2 separate regions of the Mus musculus genome follow, and region 1 is linked to region 2. Evidence: chromatin contacts called from public Hi-C data. All regions are on one chromosome and are shown on one strand. Each heading gives the region's core, a stretch centred on a gene start, on an enhancer-like site or on the middle of the called end of the contact. The rest is flanking DNA. Distances are from core to core; before and after follow the strand shown. Region 1 has its middle 34 kb from the start of Gm42015. Region 2 has its middle 29 kb from the start of Gm42015.

The links. Hi-C and Micro-C count contacts between places; a contact is called where the count stands out from the background.
Region 1: a contact with region 2 is called in a Hi-C map of uterus, with 5 times the contacts expected there. The contact joins two enhancer-like sites. A contact is called at or near these places in 7 of 484 Hi-C or Micro-C datasets (the AtT-20 cell line, myocytes and uterus), 2 of 115 datasets of contacts at active chromatin or transcription factors (craniofacial prominence and embryonic stem cells) and 1 of 9 other capture datasets (embryonic stem cells).

Annotation. Positions count from the first base shown.
Region 1 is chr5:118,873,871-118,881,090 of GRCm38.p6, forward strand. No RefSeq gene overlaps it. Among named protein-coding and RNA genes, the nearest start is that of Gm42015, 34 kb to the left of the region's middle. Within about 2 kb of position 3,296, at least 18 of the 459 cell types and tissues checked have an H3K27ac peak or open chromatin away from gene starts, as enhancers often do. A contact at or near this core is called in uterus, where this site is marked.
Region 2 is chr5:118,810,755-118,818,234 of GRCm38.p6, forward strand. No RefSeq gene overlaps it. Among named protein-coding and RNA genes, the nearest start is that of Gm42015, 29 kb to the right of the region's middle. Within about 2 kb of position 2,312, at least 21 of the 459 cell types and tissues checked have an H3K27ac peak or open chromatin away from gene starts, as enhancers often do. A contact at or near this core is called in uterus, where this site is marked.

The DNA of each region.
Region 1 (7,220 bases), core at 2,046-4,545, 64 kb after region 2:
TCTTGCAAATGCTTCCCTACCGTCCCCACGGAGGCAAAGACTGTTTTCCAGGTGTGGGAGGAACGCTACCTCAAGTCCCAGTGACTCCTTCCCAGCCCTCACTATCTGGGGTCTTAATCCATGCTTTACAAGCGAGAGAAAAACAGAGATTAAAAGTACCCAGTGGGGTTTGCTGACCTCCGCGATGGTGGTCACTTTCTCTTTCACTTTGGACAAAGACTAAAGGGACAGTTTCTCTCTTGGGTGAGTCCTCTGCAGACCCCACAGGAGTGGCTGCACCCAGAAAGGCCGCAGAATCCAGATCCCCTCTCTAGAAACCCTCCTACAGAGAAACCAAAGCAAACAGCATAGAAATCTGGCTTTTCATTTTTGGGGGATGTTTCCTGGCACCCCCAACCCCAAACATGCTTTCGGTTTGGTTTTATTTGGCAGTAGACGGAACCATTTATGGGCCAAGGGCCACGGGGTGACAAAGCGATTCAGGTAAATGAGTTTCTGCGTGCCTAGAATGGCCTTCAGCTTCGGCAGCTGGGCTTCTGAGAGAGAAAGCCTCTCTCCCGTTTTCCCCTAAGCCCTTTTAAAAGGATTTTTTCTTCTCCTCCCTTTCCAAATCTCTTCAAGAAAGAGTTTCTTTTCTTTCATACAGAGGGGATCATGGAATTAAAGTCACCAAAATATCTTAACATCAGGGTAAACAGCATTTAATAGAATCCAAATTAGATACATTAAAGAAGAGAGAATCTTAAAAAAAAATTCTCTCCTTCCTTCCTTCCTTCCTTCCTTCCTTCCTTCCTTCCTTCCTTCCTTTTCTATTTCTTTTTCTTTTTTCTTTTTTTCTTTTTCTTTTGGCCAGTACTCTTAAAGGATCCAGGGTATATGAAGAGAAAACCTCAAGGTTCATTTCAAATTACTAACTGTTATAACCCGTGGAAAACATTTACTCACAGTGAGCAGTGAGCGCCTGCTTCTCCCCACATCCCAACTCTTTAAAATCTTAGGATGCAGTGAAACTGAAAGTCCCCCCAGCTCCCAGAAACTGAAAGTCACCCCCCCCCAGCTCTCAGACGCACAGAAGCCATGTCCATAAAACCCGTGAGTTCAGTTTTCTACTACTCTGTGGTAATTAATGACACCGTAGTAAATTAATGATCTGGAATCCATAAATGGCTCAGAACTAGAGCCTTCTGGAAGGGCTCCTGGTGGTGTCCTGGGTCCTTATGCTTTGATATTTGGGACAGAAACACTTCAGGAGGGTGTGACTTCATGGCAGTCCACAGACACCTGAGCACAGCCAGGGTCACTCCACCAACGTGTTTGTTCCCCCCCAAGCCCCAGCTCCCCAACTCTGTATTCTTTCTGATTCTCTCCTGGGTTTTCCATCAAAAAACAAAACAAAACAAAACAACCCAAAGCCTGCACGATTCTATTATATAGCACGTCTCCTTTCTCCTTCTAAACCCTTCTTACTATAAAATAGCCAGAAGTTGTCTCCAGGGTCCGCAAGTCCTTGTGGTTAAATGTACATTTCAGGTGGGGAAGGGCATAGTGTGGAGACAAAGGACGGGCATAGCCAGGGCCCGGGCGGCAGCATAAGGCTGGTGTTGAAATAACACTTCTCTGTTTAGACAGGGGGTCAGGAAGCCTGAGGTTCACCCAGGCATTCCATACTTCTAAATCTGTTGTCGGCAAAGGGACAGCGGTGCGGAGCCCTTGCCTGGCATCAGCCTGGTTTTGAATTTCCTGGGTTTTTGTTGGATCCTATCACCATGAAATAGTATATATATTTCTCCCCCTAAAACATATATTTAATTTCCTTTGCCAAGAGGAAAACTAATACTTTTCCCACCAAGTTTTGAGAAAGTACATGCTATCTTTCTCAATAGAGTATCATCTATTAATTTTTTTGAGAGCTAAAAAAAGAAGGTGTGGGAACCGTAAGGCAATATTCTAAACCCATTTTATTGTTTCTTTTCTATTTTCTTTTTTGGTCAGATGGGAGAAACCTGAACTTGATTTATTATTTCATGTGTAGATATAACGTAGATATTCCAGTTTGACATTTCCTGAGAAATATTTCCGTCTCTGAGGTCCTAAAAAAAAAAATCAAAAAAAAATTTTCCTCTCTGTTTGTTGTGCTTGGTGGCAAATGAGAGGAACCCTTTAATGCTCTTTATGTTTAAGATGTTATTAACTTAAAAGAATTGACTGGGAAATTATGAACTTTATAAAAGACAGACATGACTTGCAAGCCAGTTCCTTTCAGCACTGCTTCTTTAAAAGCCACCCCCCCCCCAATTCTTTCTTCCTATAATTATAGAATGTTTTAAAAGCGAGCAGTTATGTCTGACGTACCTTGTGATTTAAAGTGGAACGTTCTCAACGTCAGAGGAATGATTTCTGCATTTGGTAGCTCAGTAAAAATCAAAAGCAGTTTTAGGGAGAGAGAGAGAGAGAGAGAGAGAGAGAGAGAGAGAGAGAGAGAGAACACAACCAGATTTGTTGTTGTTCTCAAATCAGCCTTGAATGTAGTCCTTCTTGGGTGGGGGGGGGGGACCACTGGGAGTCGGGGTGGGGGAGATAGACGGGGTAGGTAGAATTTCAGATCGGAACAAAGTTCGAGACACACAACAGGAAAACTGGCCCTTTAATGAGAGAAGTGGAAAAAAGAAAAAAGAAAAAAGGAAAAAAGAAAAGAAAAGAAAAGAAAAGAAAGAAAGAAAGAAAGAAAGAAAAAGAAAAAGGCCTAATCACTAGGACCCTCTGAAATGACACTTCAGATAACATCAGAGCTGTACCGAGTTTTTCATGAGAGAAAAAAAAAGATGAATATTTAATGGCTTCAATGAGCCCTAAGTCTGAGACCCTGCTCAACACACTCTTTCCTCAAGTAGCTTTTTATAATCTTGAAAATATTTATGGAAACGGCTCTTCCTCTGGTTTACGCTGTCCGTGCCCTCCCATAACCCCTTTACTTTGTCCCAACTGTAATTTGCTTTATTAAGAACTTTGAGGAGTTGATACAGTGGCCCAAGTTATCTATTCACAGTCACTGTGGGGTGGCCAGAATCTGCCTGCAAATTTAATGCCCCCCCACCCCGCCACCATAAGTAATGCCCCCTCCCCCATGAGTTTCAGTGATTGAGTACTTTTTTTTTTCCCTTTCTGGGGAACATCAAACAATTTAAGAAAAATGTCAAAGGTTTCAATTTATGGACAGCGAGTAATGAACTGGTCAGCGTTCTCGCCGTGGAAGCAGAATGCGAAGCGTCATAAACAAGCAGCGCTCACACACCTTCTCGCACTCGCTCGCACACGCTCCTTCTATCACCCTCTTCTAGCAATCTGGAGGACGAGGACGGGAGACTAAAGTCTTTTAGAAATTTCCAAGTCAGATCTCAACTAAAATAGGATTAAAGGGATAATGGGGGGGTGGGGGGAGAAAAAAATCGCAGAGCAAGGTTGCTTGCCCCCTCTTTTCCTGGTCTCCCAAAGGAGGTGAAAGGAATCGGAAGTTACTTTTCAAAGCTGCCCCCGTCTGTTCGTCCGTCCCCTGGCCTGGCTAGTGGTAGACCCTTAAAAGACTCTGAGAGTAGAAACATCTTCCTGTCCCCTCCTCTTTTCGCGGTAGGAAACACAAAGGCGATGGGAAGCCGCAAGGTGGCCCTTGGGGTCCCTTCCAGGTGCTACTGCAGGGGGCACTGTGACATCAAGAACTTTCTCAGCCGCTGCTTGCAGCTGGGCTGATCGTTCAGAGAACAAACCTCAGAGGCTACAACCATTTTCTCCTCGGATGTCCCTAACTTGTATTCTTACAAAGAAATGGAGATGGAAACCTGCCACTCCCCACCCCCCCACCCCTCAACTTCCGTATCGTATATGCAGCGTTTAATTTCTGCACCAATCTTTGTAAATATCACCAGCATCTCCTTTCCCCTCACAACCCCCCCCCCCCATGTTTTCTCCTTTTCTCTTGATTTCTCTTTCCAGTTTCTTCTCCTTGCTCTGCCTCCTCTTATTGCCTCCTGCAGACACCGGGGGGGGGGGGGGGGCGCACACACCTCCCATCTACCTTGGCTGCGTATTTCTGCACCGCTCTGAGAGAGTCTTCCCGGGCTGCGCCTGGCCTTTGCATCCTCCAGATTGGAGCAAAGCGCTGGCTCTTGGCTCTGTACTTTCACAGATCTTTACAGTAATTATGTGGGAACTTCAAAGCAAGGCTATTTGTTTCTCTCTCTCTCTCTCTCTCTCTCTCTCTCTCTCTCTCTCTCTCTCTCTCTCGTTCTCTCTCCTCGCACTACTGAAAGTCCAAACAAAAAATTCTGTCTGCAGACATCGCAGAAAACTGTGTTGAACTTAGCAGCTAGTATTTCAAATAAACAATGCTTGAAACAAAACAAAACAACAAACAAAAACAACACCCCCACCAACCCCCAAACCTCTTCATACTTCTGAGAAAGATAGTGGGGGGAACTCAATGAAGAACCAGTTTCCACTCGAAATGTTCGGATCCTGTCTCAGCCTCTTATACCTTGTGGACTAGAGACCAGGAGTGGCCTTGGAGGAGGAGGCCAAGGAGAACTTTCATTCAAGTTTTCAGTAGCTGAACCTGTAGCGAGGTTCTGTACCTTGCTCCTAATCAGAAGGGGCTAGTTCCAGAAAAAATAAAAAAACAAAACAAAACAAAAACAAAACAACAACAACAAAAAACCCGTGTGCTCTGGGAAAGGCTACTTTTATGGCTTGTTTTATTTTAGCGAGAATTTTACGTATTAAACGTTGAAATAAAATTCCGTCTACGTCTGTGTTTTGTATCTGCCTCAACTCGGGGCGGACACCCAGCTTCAAGGGAGAAGTAAAACGCCCGTTCAATAAGATGATGGGCTGGACGCTACAATGACGAGATGTTTCCCAGGCTCCTGACTTTCTTATAAACGGGGTTTTAGCTCAAGAACTAGAGAGGAAGGAATCTGATGAAGAAGCTGAGAACACCCGACGAATGTGGACCAAATCCCCCATGGTGGACCAATGGAGAGCTCAGAGTGATGGGTGGGTCCTAGAGAAGCCCAGGGAAAGGGGCTTCTAGAATCCACAGGGTTCGTGTGACTCAGCCAGCCCTTCCTCAGGATGTGCTGTGCTGTGGCAGCTGCAGACTCGAAAGGGGTAGATGCCACGTGCTCCCTATGGCTACCCAAACCCACACTTGGTGGACACACTTGCTGACAGGCATAAGCCCCCCCCCCCTTCCCCAATTCTTCTCCATCACCCTGACTGCCTAAGGTATTTGGCCAAAGTGAATTCGAAAGAAGGCACCGACTGAGACAGGTGATTTTCTGTTTTCTCTCCTCAGAGGACAGGCAAAATATTTACAGAGGAAAATTCCCATGCTTTCCCTTTGATTTTTAATGAGGTTAAAAAAAAAATCCCAGCTAAAGGGACGTAAGCTCCTTTGACTAAGCAGATAGGAGAGGCATTTATTAACTCAGTCCCAAATCTGCCTTCCCAAGCCGAGAGTCTCTTTTAGAAAAAAGCTTCCTCCTTTTTTTTTTCTAAAAGCAATCCTCCCTCTTTATTTATTTATTTTGGTCTTTGTTGTGTTATAGTCTCCTTCTCCCTCCCACCCAGAATCATAAATTTTCCTGCAAACCCGGGCACACACTGGTCTGGGGGTCTGTGTTAAGAGTGTGTAAAAAGCGAGTTCGTTATGATTTATTGATTAATACAATGCCACAATCATTATCACGGTAGTAGGAACAAGTGTGACAGTAATAAAAGCCGTTGTAAGCTGAGATCATCCCTCCCAGATGTTTGATGGAGACTTTAAATAGCTTTAAAAGAAAAGGAATAAAAGATTTTTTAAAAAGAGCCTTTATTCCTAAATGCGTATTCCCATAATAGAATAATGGGATATTAACGTACTTAAAAGCACAAGTTCCCACGCCTGAAGCTATACTCTCTCGGAGTTAAACTCCGAAAAGACTTTGAAATACGGGAACTTAGAGCCATGTGGGCTGGTGAGGGAGGCGCTGCTTATAAAATGGCCAGCAGATGGCGCTCCAACCACTGGTTAGGCCACAGATTTTATTTATTTATTATTATTATTTTAAAATTCTGTTCTTGGTCTTTCAGACTAGGGTGTGGACAGGCACTTTGGGTCTGATTTTGAATATTGAACAATGCCATCAAAAGGCATGGAGGACGAAGGCAGGAGTCAGGTCAAGGGGCTGTTCTGGGTGGGTGTCAGGCTGGCCAGATTTTGAGAACTTCAGTGGGACAAGAAAGGATGCTTTGTTTAGCTGTGGGTGGATTCTGGCCAGACTCCATTGAGCAGAAAACAAGGCAATGGTGCCCTCGGGTTTTCCAACTCCTTTTAGGCATTCAGGAAAGGAAAAAAAATTAGATCTTTGGTTGGTGTTGTAAGGACAACACTGTCACTACTCTGTGGTTGGAAGACATTTGGCTTTCTTCTCACCCCGCCCCCAGATCTAGCTCAAGGGAAAAGACGTGGGTGGAGGGAGAGACGGGAGAGAAGGCTGTGTCTGTCCGTGAGTCTGCGTGTCTGTGTGTCGGGTGGGGAGGGCACTTGACAGATGAATGTGGTAGTGGAGTGAAGTGTGTGTGTGTGTGGGGGGGGGGGGGGGAGACACTGAATGAACGCAGAGTCTTGTGGTCGGAGTCAAAACCTGGGTTGCAGGCCCCACCTCTCAGTGTGAGAGGCCACACCATGCTCTGGATGCCAGGATCTGGGGACAAAGGATAGGTCTAGAATGGATGCGACGGCATCCGAGGTTGAACCCGTCTGCGTCTTAAAGGGTAAGGGTGGGTTTGGCTGAAGAGCTCATGGAGAGAAGAATGAGAAGAGGGAATTTTTCCTTTTCCTGGAGCCTTCAAGGTCTTCATAACACAGCTCCCAAGTGAACTGGAATCTGGCCAATCAGAGCCGAGGAGGCAAACAACCAGGAAGTGAATGGCTATCGGGAACATTAGCAGAAACCAGGAGAGCTCAGGGGTCATCTCGAACGAGAGCTGAGATGTGTGTGTGTGTGTGTGTGTGTGTGTGTGTGTGTGTGTGTGTTTAAACCGGATAGAAAACTCTGTTTTAGCGTTTCCACCATTCTTATCTAGTCTAATCTAAGACTTCATTCATAAAATGAATCCCTGTCAACCCAGAGCCATTGCTAGCAGGCCCATTAGGATTCTACTTCTAGACAAGGACACTGAGT
Region 2 (7,480 bases), core at 1,062-3,561:
GTTCTTGACACTGTATGTGTGTGTGGTGTGTATGTGTGTGTGTTGTCTATGTGGGATGTGGATGTGTGTGTCTGTGTAGTATGTGTCTATGTGGTATGTATCTGTGTATATTTGTGTCTTTATGTGTGTCTCTGTGTGTATATGTCTGTATATGTGTCTATGTGTGTGTGTGTGTATGTGATGTGTCTCTGTGGTGTCTAAGTGGTGTATGTGTGTGTGTTATGTCTGTGTGATATATATCTGTGTTTATGTTTGTCTGTATGTGCATGTGTCTCTGTGTGTGGTATGTATGTGTATGAATGCATATATGGTGTGTCTCTCTCTGTGTGTGTGGTGTGTCTGTGTAGTGTCTATGTGGGGTATGGGTAGGTGTGTATAGTATATCTCTGTGTATGTGTGTCTCTGTGTGTATGTGTATATGTATGTATGTTTGTATGTGTGTCTGTGTGTGCGTATGTCTATATGTGTCTCTATGTGTATGTTTCTGTGTGTGTGTGTGTGGTGGTGGTGGTGGTGGTGGTGGTGGTGGTGGTGGTGGTGGTGTGTGTGTGTGTCTGTGTGTCTGTGTTAATGCCAGTGTGGATTTTTGCTTTCTGCTGTATTTAGTTGAGACAGAGTCTCTCACCAAACCTGAAGGTTAGTGTGGTTGGCTAAACTGGCATCCAGTGAGCTCTGGATGTCCATCTGTCTCTACTGGGGTTATAGATGCACACAGATATGACTGGGGATGGGGTTCCAAACTCAAATCCTTAAGCTTGTGTGGCTTCACACACCATGCCCTTGCCTAGCCCCAGTTCTGGATTCTGTAGTGCCCTGGAGACATGTTCCTACCCCACTCACCCTGGAGTGAGAGGCACAGGGCTAACTTTTCCCTGAAGAGACCGTCTCCTGCGGGCAGACCTGTGCCCCAAGGATGGCAGCAGTTACAGGGAGATAGAGTAGTGAGCTTCATTTCAGGGCTGGATGGAGCTAAATAGAATCCAGGGAGTCTCCTGTAGGTTGTGGAACATCATGGATTCTCCACGATGAGAGCTGAGTCACCTGCTTCTCCAGCTCAAGACCTGCTTTGCCTGGACAGTCACCATTGGTCTCTTTCAGCATTCACTATGGTAGCATCCTCAGTGTTCTGTGTCCAGCAGGGGGCTCTATGGATATTCTGTAGTCCGAGGGCTTGTTGTCAAAGGTGGGCTTGGAGAAACACATCAAAAGACAGGCTGGGTCCTGCTGGCGTCAATATTTTCCCAGAATGCCTTTCATGCCCTCCATGGTCAGGGTTTTATTCCTGTTATTCTTCCCATCACGAATGCAAGAATGACGTCACACTTGTAGAGTCAAAGCCTGGGATTGTGAGTCAGAATCTGGATCTTTGAATCCTTAGTCCCTGGAATGGCTGTGTCTGCAGGGAGGGCAGATCCTTAGCGCAGCGCACAGCACCAAAGGGTCTCTCTCGTCTCAAGATACAGAATGGGAACTTTGTTTCCACCTTTGTCCTCAGTGGGATCTGGAAAATGAAGGTCTATGCCACCATGCCTCTGGGGGTATAAAGCAGGTGATGTGTGTTGTTATTCCACAAGGAGTAGCGGTTTGTTGCAAAGTGTGCCCCCAGGAGGTTAAAACTGTAACAGTTACTCCAGACCTGGTCCTTAATAGTGCTCGCTTTAAGGATGTTAGCAACACAGTACTGGCTTTTCATTTGGTTGGGTTTCCAGAGGGAATGTCGGTGGCCGTATGTGGACAGAACGGCAGGCTGCTCTTCTCGGAAGCTCTTCCAGGTCAGTAGCTGGAGGAACCAGGCTGCCTAGGCACCAAGGCCAGATGCCCAGGGAAGGTGCTGACAAGAATGAGGCAGAGAGCCTGTTGCTGGGGCTTAGGCTAATTGTACCTGGCAGCTCGTCAGTCCTGCCTTCCGTTCTGCTGGCCCTGGGAAGGCCGATCACGTTTCTGTCCTCTGACTAAGCTGCAATGTGTCTTCTTTGGAGGCCTGACAGATTTCACCCCCCACCCCACCACCCACCCCCAATGGAACCCCGATGGCTTGCATTTGACAGCTTGGTTGAGCTCTTAGTGGGGCAAGGGGAAGTAAGATGGGGGTAGTAATGGCAGGGTGTGTGTGGGTGTGGGTGATGGTAGGATGTGTGTGTGTGTGTGGGGGGGGTGATGGTGGGGTGTGGATTTCTAGAGGGAGGGCACTTTCCGAAGCCTGGAAACCATCTCTGAGTTGGAAACAGAGCAAGCAGGAATGTTCAGCTGTTCGTGGGTCATTCTGACCTCCCCCACCCTGAGGCCAGGGCACACATGTGCTTCTGGAGAGAGACTCTTGCCAGCAGGAATCAGATAGCAGAGTGCTCTGCCTCTCCTCCCGGGTTCCTGACCAAGCTAGGTTCCTCCCCAGCCAACACACTGAGCCCCGTCTCATGCTTCCCAGGCTCTTTCCCCAACACTCGGTCATAACAGGGCTCTCCAGACACACCTTGCTGGGGGACCATGCCACTCACCTGCCTAACCATGTCCTCAGTTTACTGTGGCTCTTGGGCGCTTGTCCAGGTTTGTATCTCTATGGTCAAGGAGGCCCTGTGTGACCTGACCTAGCTTTTCTCTTCCCAGCAACGTCATCTAACACTTGAGCATTCCTTTCAGAGAGAGGAGGGTGTGAGCGCTCAGTGTGTGTGTGTGTGTGTGTGTGTGTGTGTGTGTGTGTACAAGTACACATTCGTTTCTGCATGTGGAACTCAGAGGACAACTGAAACTTCCCAGTGTCATTCTCTGGTACCTTCCCCCTTTCATTTGGAATAGGGTCTCTCATTGGCCAGTAACATCCTGGTGCCTTCCCCCTTTCATTTGGAATAGGGTCTCCCATTGGCCAGGAACATCCCTACGTTTCCCAGATTAGCTCTGCCTCCCCATTTCCCCTGTCAATGGGATTACAAGCCTATGTGGGTTCCCCTCCAACCCTAGATTTTTATGTGAGCTCTGAGAATCTGAACTCAGGCCCTCATCCTTGCAAGGCCAGAGCTTTACTGACTGAGACATCACTGCCTTCCCAACCCCCACCCCGCATATTCCCCAGTCTTCTCTGCCCACAGATCTCTAAATGTCTCCTGCCTCCCTTCCTATCTCAGCTGAGCAGCCCTCTCTCCCCACCCAAGGTCATTGCCCTTGTAAGTCTTTGTTGTGAGGACCTGGACATTGCCTCTCTGTGTTCTCTATGCTTCCAGTGGCCTGCGTAGATAGGACCCATGTGCCGTTCCACTTAGAATCTGGGATGTCATAGGTATACAGCAGGGGCTGCTCGTGTGTTCTTGTACCCGACTCTTCACATTGCCACAGGTGACCATGCTCTTGGGGCCAAGTAGAAGCCAGGATATCCCCCAGCAGCTGACACCATCCGGCTGGTCTAAGTAACAAGGCAGTATCTTCCACATGTCCCTGAAAAATCCAGTGTATAGGTTTGTCCATCTTGCCCCTGCGCCGGGATGTGCTCTGTCACTTCGTGGACAAACCCTGCCCCCTGCTGGCTTTCTGGTAGCATTAGCTACCAGGGCATGGATGATGAAGGGGAGGGAGGAGTCTGCATGTGGGGATGGGGATGGGGGTGGGGGTGGGAGGGGACATGCATTCCTCAGCTGAAGGTCAGAGCCCTTACAGACTGGGCTCTGTCCTGTGTCCTTCAGGTCCCGGAGTGGGAAGACCCCAAGCTGTACTGACTCCGTGGGCTGGTCCATCCCTGTCTCTCCCCCACATACACTCCTGGTCTGGTTTGAGACTGTCTCCTCCCAGCTAAGACACTGACCCATAAGGAGTAATACACCTGCTGACACATGGAGAGGGCTTCGTTAGTTAGTTCACACATGGCTGTGGCTAACACACCTGAGAGAATTAATCCAGTAGAGGATAGGCTTCTTTGGGATTTTGTAGACTGTAGTCTCGGGGATACCCACATGTGGGCAGAGTGCCATGGTGAAGGCAAGACAGGAAAAGAGGGGAGCAATTTACTTCATGGCAGATGGGGCAGAGAGCACAGGGTGCTTCCAGTCCCCACAGCGCCCCCCCCCCCATTTTCATCATTAATTGCCTGATAGACATTGTGGCTCACATTCAATATACATTGTCACCCCATCCTCCATCAGCAGTTCTGGGAGGTGGGACTGTCCCCTGCCTCCTTGATGTAAGCACTGGGCTCAGTGTCCACCGAGTCTCACTTCTTTTTCATATCTAGGGGTCGGACCCCTCTTGAACCCATTTTATAGGCAAGTAAACTGAGGTTCAGCAAGGTGGACTCTATTATCCCAAGACGATCCAGGAGTCAGAGGTGAGACCTGAATCCACACAGTTCTGAGCTAGAGCTGAGCCTTTGCTCTGACATCATGTATGGGACCTTTGTGGGTACAGGCTAGCCTTGCGATACATCCCAGGCCTGTTCAGCCCATGAGGAGCACCCTGAGCAACTTACAGAGCTCATACTTTTCAGTATCATAGAAAGGCAGACTAAACTTCTCCTGGTGCCCTAGAAACCAACAGCGCCGATACAGCCATATACCAGGGATGGAGATCTGGAGCCATTGGCCGCTTGGTGACCTCCTGATGCCAAATCAGAAGCCGAGTTCTCCAGGCAGAGGCACGAGTGTCATTCATTATTTGGCACCTCATGTTTGCAATTGGTCGGCTTATTCTCCAGTCTCACCTCTTCCAGTTTCACATCACTGACTGTTTTGAAAGAGCTAAGACAGATAAGACCGGCTACCTTGAGAGCTTTGGATGAAGAAGCATGCCTGTTTTGCAGGTAGAAAGAGGGAAGGGAGAAGAAATTCCTTGGAGAGGGGAGGCTAAAGTGTGGTTCCTACCTGACATGAAGCTCAGACTGATGATCAAGTGTGGATAGAGAGCCTAAGGCTGGCCAAGATGTTCCTGGGACCTCTTCTGCCACTGGTGACTTCCTCTGGGCGGTGGAACTGTGTGCATCTGTAGTTAAGTGTCGGGGAGAACGATGGGTGCCCGCTTGGACCCACTGACCCGTCCTTCCTAACAAACAGGATTTGTGTTTTGTGCACAGCCTCTGCAGAACCAGGCTATGGATCCTTGCCGTTCTAAGTCCTGCTCCCCAGCTTCCCAGCTTTGCAGCTACACCTGATCCTGCGGTAGAGCATCTGTTACAGGAGATTCCGGGGAACTGTATTCTCATGGAAATGGAGGCAGCTATGGCTGGATCTGCAGCAGACGCTTTGTCAAAATACCTGTCAAAAGAATGTGTGCAAGCTGCCAAGCCACAGCACGACCTTGACCTTGGTCAAAATTCTCCCTTTGAAAGAAAAAGGGAAGCCAGTTAGCCCAAAGCTCTGGAAGCTGAGACCATTCACAGATACAGAGCTCATTCCCAAGTCTTTCCTTCAGAGGCAAACAAGTCCTGAGAGTCCTTTCTGGAGCCAGACTCCTTTCTCTTGATCCTCCATCCCGTATCAGAAGAAAGCACTGCACCCACTTAAAAGGTTATAATGCAGAGTCCTGTTCAGTCTCTTGTAGTTCACCCTCGTCTCTAAGTGTATAACATGGTTTCTGTTCACAAAACCACGTGCTGCCCTGCCCCCCATTGGCTCTGTGCATCATTCACGTTTCCTCAGAAGAATGGCGGGGTTGTCATGGACCATGCCCGAACTCCAGATGATGGGATCATGAGTGTACCAGAGGTTATTGGGGCTGAAACTCAGCAGTTGGGTACTTGTGTGCTGTTCTTCCGGCCCAGAGACACCTGCTGTAGTGTTGAAATCCCTGGGCGTGCTGAACAGTGATTTGTGATCGTGGGTGAGCAATCCTGGGCAAACAGCCTGGGCAGCACAGCTACGGAAGCAGTGGTCGGAGCTCGAAGCTTCTCATACATCCACATCCAATGTGTATGGCCTCAGTGCCCCTCAGAGACCAGGGCATCGGAACCAGCAGCATGATGGGCAAAGACAGAAAGACTCATGAAGAAGTGCTCCAATCTTTCCTTCCCTGCAAGTCATCAATTCCCAGTGGCGAATACAGCCGTGTTTTCCCCAACAAAGATGATTTTTATATAACTTCTTTATGCTTCCTTAATGTGTTTGTTTATTTGCTTGTTTTTCCCCACTGAGCCAAACCCATTTTCACTCAAAAAATTTTAAAGAATTATTTATTCATTTTATGTATGTGAGTACACTGTCGCCATCCTGAGACACACCAGAAGAGGGCATCAGAGCCCGTGACATATGGTTGTGAGCCACCATGGGGTTGCTGGAAATTGAACTCAGGACCTCTGGAAGAGCAGTCAGTGCTCTTAACCCCCCAGTCATCTCTCCAGCCCTTAACTCAATTTTGTTGTTTAAAAGTATCTTGACGTTAAACTCCTAGCGATCTTGTGCTGTGGCAGAATCCTCAAGCCCCCCCCCCCCCTCACACCTTCTAGTGTGAACGGTAGTGTTCAGGCGATGTTCTACTAGATACAGGATTGATGCTCCTGTATGTATTGGCCTTATCTCAACTAATCTACTAGACATGGCCCAATCCATGATGCTTTTATCTGGATCCTGTATTTCAATACATCTTCAAAGGCCCCAAATAAAATCATGTCCTCAGATGCTAGAGGCAAGCACCTGAGTTTGATTCCTGGCACCTGTGTAAAAAAGTTGATTGTACTGGGGTGTGTTTGCAGTTCTGGGGGGTTGAGGAGGCAGAGCTAGGTGGACCCCTAGGGCTCACTGGCTAGCTGGCCCAGCCGCACGTCAGTGAGCCCCAGGTCTCAGTGAGAGACTGTCTCAAAACAAAAGCAGGCAGGAGTGAGGGAAGACATCTGGTATCAACCTCTGGCCCTCACACATGCACACATGTGTGCAGATACCCACATGTGCACACACACAAATGCATACGCGTGAAAAGCTACAAGACAAGCTATAAAACCATCTCAATAGGTCCTTCCTGTACTTATGGGTTGACGCCCACCTCCTCATCCGGATACATGTTCAGATCAAAGTGTCTACCAGCATCAAAGATGACTGTATAGCTTAGGTGTGAGTTTCCTGATGAGTGCCTCGGTTACCTTTGTTTCACTGTGATCAATATGCCTGACAGGGACAATAAATTTTGGCCCAGCCTCGGGGGTTGGGGTGGGGGTGGGGGTGGGGGGTTCCATCCCTCACTGTGGCAAAGGCAGAGGCTGTTTATGTCACTATGGGCCAGGAAGCAGAGTGAGCTGGGAACGGAGGACCCAGCTACCATTTAGGCCCTGCCTCCCAAAGCTTCCATTGGTTCCCAGAATGGCGCCACCAGCTGGGGACAACAGTGTTGAAACCTTGGTGCTTGTAGGTCACAATTTTCATCAGACAGCAAAGGGCCAACACTCACTGTACTTGAGTTGAGCACCGGGAACCTAGCCTCATGTCTTTCATGAAAGAGATGCTTGATAAATGTTTCTTTAATGAATGAGTTATCGGCTGGTTCTCTGGGAGCCATGAGGATGCGCCAGCACGCT